Linked DNA regions of Mus musculus: region 1 is linked to region 2. The links are chromatin contacts, called in public Hi-C maps. All regions are on one chromosome and are shown on one strand. Each heading gives the region's core, a stretch centred on a gene start, on an enhancer-like site or on the middle of the called end of the contact. The rest is flanking DNA. Distances are from core to core; before and after follow the strand shown.

What was found. Hi-C and Micro-C count contacts between places; a contact is called where the count stands out from the background.
Region 1: a Hi-C map of liver shows a contact between it and region 2, with 2.4 times the contacts expected there. The contact joins two enhancer-like sites. A contact is called at or near these places in 3 of 39 promoter capture datasets (the 3T3-L1 cell line, the HPC-7 cell line and cranial neural crest), 10 of 484 Hi-C or Micro-C datasets (the HPC-7 cell line, cerebellum, large pre-B cells and 2 more), 4 of 115 datasets of contacts at active chromatin or transcription factors (bone marrow-derived macrophages, extraembryonic endoderm stem cells, hepatocytes and 1 more) and 3 of 9 other capture datasets (adipose tissue, liver and pancreatic islet).

The regions. Positions count from the first base shown.
Region 1 is chr10:95,833,274-95,838,143 of GRCm38.p6, reverse strand. The region is part of intron 1 of Gm33377 (a long non-coding RNA gene); the gene reads right to left. The region is part of intron 1 of Gm33543 (predicted gene, 33543); the gene reads left to right. Among named protein-coding and RNA genes, the nearest start is that of Gm33543, 7.2 kb to the left of the region's middle. Within about 2 kb of position 1,468, at least 3 of the 459 cell types and tissues checked have an H3K27ac peak or open chromatin away from gene starts, as enhancers often do. A contact at or near this core is called in hepatocytes and liver, where this site is marked.
Region 2 is chr10:95,679,354-95,684,074 of GRCm38.p6, reverse strand. No RefSeq gene overlaps it. Among named protein-coding and RNA genes, the nearest start is that of Gm47708, 49 kb to the left of the region's middle. Within about 2 kb of position 3,469, at least 88 of the 459 cell types and tissues checked have an H3K27ac peak or open chromatin away from gene starts, as enhancers often do. A contact at or near this core is called in hepatocytes and liver, where this site is marked.

The sequences.
Region 1 (4,870 bases), core at 219-2,718, 160 kb before region 2:
TTTTATTTCTTTATTTCTAATAATCTTACTTAATTTAGACACAAGTAGCCTATAAACTATATTTTAGTCAAAGATCAGACTGGATATCATTTGAATAGAAGTCTGACTTAAAACAAAATGGAGCTAATTTTCAGGGAGTCCCAGAATCGCTGTCTATAAAAACGAGGTATCACTCTAAACATCCCTAAGGAAACATCCCATCATAGTCCCTCTGTAGTTTGTAGACATTAACCCCATCTACTGCCCACAGGGTGCTCCCTAATAGAAGAAGTATAAAGATAGCATATGTAAATGAAGAGAGTGAGGTCAAGAGAAACTTTACAGATTTTCTGAGCAACCATAGGAGAGTATTAGAAGATTTATGGTTGAAGGTAGTTAACTGTTTGGAGTACGGGAGGAATCTATCATGTCTCCAAATATTGATAGGCGTCATGGGTCCTGGATGCTCAGAATTAGCACTGATGTCCAGAAGCTAATCAGAGGCTCATTTTACTGTATTACAACTGAGAACAGACTGATGAACACTGTGCAGCCATATGAGGCTCTCAGCTTCACAAAGCACTCTGAATCTACCCAAGCAGAGCCGGGCGGACCCCATGCTTGTCCTCAATGCAGGGTACTCTATAAGAAATGAAGCACTGTGCAGATGTCTCTTAAGATCTGGTGCGATCCTCCTTCAATCACATGCTCTGCAAACTGACCTGAGTTCATTTTTCACTCCTGCCGTTTCTACTGAACTCTCCAGATGCTACATTTCATGCATTTTTGGTCTCCATTCTCCCAGATCAGTGGGATATGTCTGTCTCTTCATGTCCTCATAGCATCTAACTCTAAACCATGCTATATACACTTGGTGTATATACTTGGAAAATTAAAAAGAATGATCTAGAGCAGTGAGTAAGCACATTCAGATGACGACATTGACCAAGACAAAATGTGACTTTTTGGACATTTGTCCTGTTTTTATCACCTTTAAAAAAAAAACACCTTTTGAAATCACATTTGTCACAGAATACACTCACGGACCTTTGCACTTAAACTTTGTGGCAAAACTATTTCTCAATACACATGTCCTTTCCCCACTGTTCATCTTACTCACAGCCCCTAGCAAATCATGTAGACTTGAGCATACATCGTCCCCCATGCCAGAACCTGAACAATCCCCCGTGATACTTCTCTATTTCTATCTTAGGTAGAGGAGGAGCCCCAGCTAAATGTCAGGGGCAGAGTGGTGGTTGGAAGGAGAGGCAGGGACGTTGCTGAGAAATTTGCCTCCTGTAGCCTACCAAATTCTTCTGTTGACTAAGACTGGCAAATCATTAACACATGGTATAAAGCTTTTCTTTCTCTCCCCCTCTTGTTTTTAATTTCTTTCTTAAAATGTTTGTACATTTATCCGCTTACCCTGTGGGCGTGCCACACACATACAAATGCCCAGTGACACCCATGTGGAGGTCAGAGGACAACTTGCAACACGATCTCTCCTTCTACCACGTAGGGCATGAGGCTTAAACCCAGATGTTTTGGCTTGTCCACAATGTGGAAAAGTCACTGAGCCAATGTGCCTGCCCACCTGTTACTTTTGTTTTAAAGCTCTGCCATCTCCTGTTGCTGAGGCCTTTCAGAGAGAGCTACATCTGTCCCCTCGTCCTTTTCAGCCTTGATTCTTTTCACCATTTTACTTCTCCATGGGCTTAAACACCACTGGCTCTGCCCCCAACTCCCATCCTCAGAGCACCATGCTTCAGTCATTCCTATACTGTGGAATGACATCTCTCTGTCTCACCACATGGCCAAAGACATAAACCTTAACTTCTCTTCATTTCAAAAGTAAAACCCAGAAAGCCAACTGCAGTTCTTTTTCCAAACATGAGCAGAAGTATTATTAAGCAAAGACTGCTCCTCACACATTTCCCTGTTGGGTATCCAACAGGCTGGAAATGACACAACTAATATTCTGTAGGAATAGGGACAGTTATCCAAAGAAACAGTTATCCTTGGGCAAATAACAAAACAAAAATCTTTTTTTTTTTTTTTGCTCACTATGTTAGAACTTTAACATGAATTCCATATTACTAAAAATAAATAACTCTGGTTTAAAGTTTATTTATTCAAATAGAACAAGTTCTCAAAACATGTGTAATATTTGATCTTGCAATTTCACTTCCAAGAATGTATCTCTAATAATCAGAAAAAAAGGTACCACTATACCTACTTGATACTTCGTTGTAGCTTTATGTTTTTATAATGCAAATTATCAAACAGACGCACATGTAAGAAGAATACTCTCAGCTGCCAGGGGCCCAAATCTCGCGTGTTGTCAACATTTTCCCTAGTTCCTTCTCCATTTAGTTTCTGTTATTTTATTCACCTTTCTTTATATATATATATATGTATTTTATTAGGTATTTTCCTCATTTACATTTCCAATGCTATCCCAAAAGGCCCCCATAACCCCCCCACTTCCCTACTCACCCACTCCCACTTTTTGGCCCTGGCATTCCCCTGTACTGGGGCATATAAAGTTTGTAAGCCCAATGGGCCTCTCTTTCCAGTGATGGCCAACTAGGCCATCTTTTGATACATATGCAGCTAGAGTCAAGAGCTCCGGGGTACTGGTTAGTTCATAATGTTGTTCCACCTGTAGGGTTGCAGATCCCTTTAGCTCCTTGGGTACTTTCTCTAGCTCCTCCACTGGGGGCCCTGTGATCCATCCAATAGCTGACTGTGAGCATCCACTTCTGTGTTTGCTAGACCCCGGCATAGTCTCACAAGAGAGAGCTATATCTGGGTCCTTTCAGCAAAATCTTGCTAGTGTGTGCAATGGTGTCAGCTTTTGGAAGCTGATTATGGGATGGATCCCCGTTTATTCACCTTTCTGTTTTCACTAGAATAGCTTAAAATAAATGTCAACTTGACAGTCAACTAACTCATAGGGACTTCAATTTAAACCTCTGGGGCAAGGATTTTTTTTCTCCTTTTATTCAGGTTTATGGTGAAACTCAGTAATGATATTTCAAATTAGTATTACATTAATATCATTATTTTATATATCCAAGTAAGCAACAATTCCTTTGTGTGTGTATGGGTGTGGGAGTATGCATCTTCTGTCTGGGAGCCAGAAAAAGTACAGGGTATCCCGCACTCCTATTGTCTATCTTGTTCCTCTGAGACAGGATGTATCACTGAATCAGAATTCTGCTGCTGGCCAGTGATCTTCCTAGCCCTGGCTTCTACCACGCTATGGCAGGTCCTGGAGATCTGAACTCAAGTCCTCGTGTTTCTGCCACAAGAGCTCTTATTAGCTGAATCACCTCCCCGGTACAATGATAATTTCTTAATACCATCTAAATACAAGTAGAGTGCTGAAAGTGTCTTCTTACATGTTGTTTCAACACAAATCTAAAAGTTCTACAGGTCAGATTCATTAATAGTTCTCTTTTTTTTCAATTAATATGTATATATCTTGTCTCTATAATATGTGGTTATTTCTCTCCTTTGTGTTATTTCATTTATCAATTGAAGGAATCAAGTCATGTCATGTCATGTCATGTCATGTCATGTCATGTCATAGATATTACTCATGTTTTGGATTTGGTCAGTTGTGACGGCTCATGTCATTCAATGTCCCTTCGGCCCTGTAAACTAATGTCTCAAATGAGTTCAGGATCATGTTCCATTGTGTTTACTAATGCTCATAGGGCTCTGTGTATTTCCTATTACATCAGACAAGAGAAGACGTTAGACCTGTTCACGCCGTCATTGGTGACATTTCCACTGATTAGTAAACTGGAATTATTTTTCCAGCCTAATCTTTTGTTTTAGTTTTCTGCTGCTGTGACAGACACCATGACTGAGCTTGTAGAGGACTTCCTCCTCAGGTTGCTTTAGGCCATGCTCTGTTATCACAGCAGCAGAAACCCTAAGAGAGGAATCTTCTGGGTTCGCTCGCACTCTGCATGGTTACATTTACCCTTTCTCTTCTCTGATGTTCTAGTCAAATTTTTCTGACTTATCAGGTTCTGTAACATATACAACCATGTATAGATGCTGCCCCTTTGTTTTGTTCTTCCACGTAGAGCTAAAGAATATCAGTGTTCACCACCAAAGCCCCTGCTCTGTTTCCAGCCCCTCCTGGGCCAGGTACATTCCGTGTTCAATGGGTTTCTCAGGAAGCATAATGATTGCATACATTCTGAACTCTTGCATGATTAAAACTGCTTGCCTTGATATCCGAAGGACAACTCAAATAGCACTGCCTTGTTTTTAAAGACAAGAATGGAAACAAAATAAGCAACAGGCCAGGACTGGTTAAGGAAATAAACTAAGGTCAGTTAGGTAATAGAACCTAAGTCCATGTAGGCACTATAACGCTAAAACCACTGCAGTATAAAGTAGTAAACATCCTATAATCTTGCAGTGGCAAGCATGTTTATAAAGCGTAAGGCTCCCGTGACAGTATGTCCTCATGAGGTTAGGAAAATCAGGTTGAAATGTGCACAAAACATTTGGGCATGATTTTTCTCTAGCTATAGTTCATCCTTACCCTCTTCTTTGTGTTTCCCTGTCTTTGCAAATTGCAGTATTTGTGATCTGGTTGGAAAGAATATAGCTATTTATAGCAAGGTATGATCTGAAGTCTTCAGGTTTTGTTTTAGTGTACCATTTTTTTTAAAATCAATGCCACAAGACATCAAAACAGATAAATATTTAATATCTGAATCTCTAAAACAAAAAAAAAAAAATAAAAGAATAAAGTTATGTGCTGTCCTGCCAATACTCCACCTCTCCTAAAGATACTCTCCAAGAAAATGGTAGGTACTCTTTTTATTTAGTTAGTTTTTATTGTTTTTTTTTTTCTTATTGGATA
Region 2 (4,721 bases), core at 2,220-4,719:
GATGTCAGAATTGTCTTTCCATTTGCTCCTGAGCGATCTGATGACTACATGCTGCCACAGAATTTGGTCATTCTTTACTAACTAGCTTAGCACTCACTATGTAGCCCAGGCTGGCCTCAAACCCATGACTCATCAGCCTCAGTGCCAGGATCAACAGGTGCTTGTCACCACTGCCAGTTCTTTCATTAAGGGACTTCAATGTAGAGAAATAAAATAAGCAACCATTTAGCCACCACCCAGCCTTTTAAATGTTGTGCGGTGCCTTCTTTGTATCCTATACGTATCTTCTTATCTTTCCCCAGAGGAAAAAGTTATTTACACACACATACAGAGAGAGAGAGAGAGAGAGACAGAGAAAGAGAGAGAGAGAGACTGAGAGATTTGTGTGTTGTCTGTGTATGCCCTGGGTATATTTATGTGGACGTATAAAATGCACGCTCTGCGTAATACTGATTTCTCTGCCTTACAGTCTTGCATGAATACAGCCACACACCACGTCTTTCTTTGACTTGCTCCTTTCTTTCCCTTGGCATCAGTGAGAGATTTGTCTGTGCTGATACAGACAAAGCCAGTTGACTTCTTTTAAGTGCTGTATAGTATTCCACTCAACAACTAACGCCATGACTTCTCTAGATCTTTTCTCAGCTAACGGTTATTTAGGTTACTTCTAAGTGTTTGCTTGACAAACCATGAGTAATCCTTCCAAACACCCGAGGTCCTCCATATACCTGAAAGGACAACAGATAAATGTTAGGAATGCTCAAAACGACGAAAGCAACTTGGCTCCCAGGAGACCTAGAGAAGGACATAGCTTATGTGTTTGGCTGACTGACTAAGGGCAGTCAGTATCCCTGTTAACCCTTGACCCCCTCACTCTGCCAACAGGGCTACAGCAGCAGTTCCAAGCATCGGCTCCTCCAACCACATTCTGAATCAGCTGGCTGTGGAGGTGGGGGGAGGGGAGCGCAGGAAATCATTAAACAGACATTCCACTTTTCATTGACTGGAAACGAGTCACACAGCGACCACAGATGCAGACCGAATAACGAGGCCTTGCTTTTAACTGAAAGGAAGAGAAGCTGCTGACTAATGGCTTTGGGTGTCCAGCCGACCTGTCGACCACTTCACCGTTTAACAGTTACGCATGTTCACTACTATGCTTATCCATTGATTTGTTCACTCTTCCTTTTAACATCCATCCATTTTTAGTTTAATTGGCTTATATCTAAAATATAACCATTAGTAATTCATATATATGCATGGACATATATATGATTTAGTGTGTATTTATAGGTGTGTTCACATGTGCTTGCATGCACACACACATACAAATACCAGGAAACAATTTTCTGGGGTCTGTTCTGTCTTTCTACCATGTGAGTCCCAGGGACTGAACTCAGGGCATCAGGCTTAGCAGCAAGCCCCTTTACCCACTGAGCCCTCTCACCTGCCCTCGTCCATCTTCACATCGACACTGACCCCTCATTCCTGAGAGGAAAACTGACAAAATAACTGCTTATTACAACTTCCCTTTGTGTTCCCCGTGTCCCACGTCTTCACCCTATGTCATCTGTTCCTCTTTCTCCCGGCCTGATCTCACCCAGGCAAAAGGAAAATGTGTCCTTTGAAGATTTCCAATCATCAAACACTGTGTGACTTTGTCCATGAGACACCTGGAAACACTACACTGCCTTGGGCATGTAAGTTAAACACTGAGCTGTGCCGTGCTTCTCCAGCTGAAAAGTTAAAGCCACTTGGGACACAAGGCCAAGCACCTTTGCACCTGAGTCTTTGAGGGGACGCTGCCTGGGCTCATGGTGTTCTTTCCGTAACAACTTTAGTAAGTGTAGCTTCCTGTGGACATGGGTACTGCAGCTGGCAAGCCCCTGCTCTGGTCTTCAGCAGGCTTCTCTAAAGACACGAGGTCTCAGGGGAAGATATATATATACATATATGTATGTATGTATATATGTATGTGTATATGTGTATATGTATATATGTATATATACACATGTGTGTATGTGTATATAAAATAACAATTTATATATAAATACTATACATTATTTATAAATTATGTATAGTATTTATATATAAATAATTTATTTTATATGTAAAATATGTTGTCTATTATTTTAATATATAATATACATTTTATATATAAAAATTATACACACACACACACATATATGCTTACCCTTGTCTCTCCCTGATCCCAGACCTACCCCAGCCATTAGCCACAATACCTCAAGATCTGTGCTTCCATCCAGGAAGCATGGGAAGCAATGGGGTCAGGGACAGCATTTATAGGGAGTCTGTGTGATCACTTCAGTTATCAGAAGGAAGTGGTTTGCGTCAACATGTCTTAGTAGCTAGTGTTGGTTTAGACTTTGGAAATCTAACCCCAAGTGGTTTATTTTAGGCATATTTCAGTGTAGCACAGTTTGGTGAGATCTTCCTGGTGATAATTAATTCAATCCCACAAGCTCAGTAAAGCTTAAGATGTGAATGCATCAAGATTCGTTGTAAAGTACATATAACGCCTGTTAAAGCGTGGGCTTTTCTATGCCTGACCTTGCTCTGAATAAATGACACAGAGACCTTTATATTATTTAACAAGCTTCAGGTACTATAGTTGGGCAGAGTTTAAGCTATTCTACCCTGATAATGCTGGTCTTGCCTACTTTCCAGCCATATGGCGCCTTACCTGCCAGTTTTTGGTCTCTCCCTGGCCTTCATTTGTGTCCCAATAGCGACTCACCAGGTCCCACCTGAGATCTTCTCCCCTCCCCACCCCCTCACGGAAGTCCCGCCTCTCCTGCCCAGTTATAAGCTGTTACGCTCTATATTAACCAATCAGAAGGTGATGGAAAGCAATATCTTACAAAATAGCGAATCAGGAAATGCTCCATAATAATGACAGTTCCAAAGTCCAGACAGCCACCAGGTCTCTAGATACTGACATCAGCATTTAATACACCGTGCACAAAAACATCCCACAGACAACTTTCCACAAAGTTCCGCAGAGTGACAACCTCACAGTAAGGGCCGGATCCAGTGTGGTCGCAGCCACACAGACAGCACACAGGTCACCAAGCTCTTAGCCATTTCCAGTCCCAGCCTTCTGGGCAGATTGCAGGCTATCCACTTTTCCCTTTGAAGGGTCAACTCGTATGATGAACATCCAGGTCCCCTAACGCTTGTCGGTGAGCGCAAAGACCTCCGTGCCTCCGACAGGCACCCACCCCGGGAGAGACGGAGGCTGCTCTAACGTGTAACTCTTCACCTTGGCAAAGTCGAGCCTTGCCATTCTCCCAGAATCTAAATATAGGCAGATTGTTAAATGAACCCGAAGCTCTCCACAGCTTCCTTTTGGGTTTTAATTCAGCCATTGGCCAACAACGATCACCTCAAAGGCTAGCCCGCCCCTCTCCCTCTCCAGAGGTCAGAGGAGAGGGTAAGGCTGAAAGTCCAAGTTGTTGCTTCACTTGGCTGTTTCCCTTGGCAACCAGCCTCTGTCTGAAGACTACCCAAGAGGCCCTAAACATCAGAAATCCCGTTAGCATCCAAAAGTCACATCATTTCTGAGAACTGACACGCGGTTTGGTGTAGCTGTATGCCAGGAAGTGGGATACAGACCAAAATATCCATATTTTTTTTTCTACTATGTCAAATCTGCTCACATTCTAAAAAGCCGTAACGATGTCATTTCCAAAGGAGGGGCCGTCCTTCTACACACAACTCCCCTCACGGCGATTGCAAGTTCTTACTATCTATTTTTAAATATCTGTGCACAGAAAAGGAAACAAAATACGAGAAGCACTTCACAGATCCAGACGCGCTTGTCTGGGTTTGGGTCGCTTAGCTGTTTTGGAAAGCTGTTCCCACAGCCCTGAGCAGTAACAGCCAATTGTATAGTTGCCCACAGCAACCCCAAAAGGTTAGGACCATAGCCTCGCTGAGAAGGAGCCGGGACTTATGCCCAAAGTAGAAACATTAAATAGGAGGAGGGTCCTGAAGGAATATTTTGGTCATTGCCAAAGAAATAAAAAGGATGACCTCTCCCCACATACACACTGAAAATTAGATTAAACCAGATGAGAACAGTAGATGTGTTCCCCAGGGCCAAGAAGAGAGAATGTCCTTGGTGGTTAGGGCATGAAGGCTAAGGAATCTGCAAGGGAGATGGGTTGTCTATTGGCCTTCCTTTGGGGTGTGTGGGACAATTTTAGAGTATTGAAAGCTACTTCGTGTATCTGGCCTCCTTTAGCGAGCAATCAAATGTCACCAATCCTTGCTACAATCTTTCTTCCTGTGGTTTCCACTCACCCTGGCCCCAAAATTGTACATAAAAAAAGAAAAAAAAAACCTGCTGAAATAAATGATTCGTACGTTTTCAATAATTTCTATATAGCACGTTGGCATGTGTTCTATTTTACAATGAAATGGTTTAAATAGTAATAATTCGCCAGAGCATATTCCCCAGGGTGAGTTGCACAGTCTGTCAGGGCAGGGGAGGCTAGAGGAGTTGGTCGCAGTATGAGCAGTGTGACTTCTCACATCACGGGGGACCTGAAAGTGGGGTACTAGACCAGAGGCAGGGGTGGATTTAACCCTCAAAGGCCTTCCCTACTTCAGCCAGCCAGGCCATCCACTGAAGACTCGTGGCCTCCAGAATGCTGTCAGCAATCTCATTCCATAGCCATCTGCTCCCCCTTCCTGAG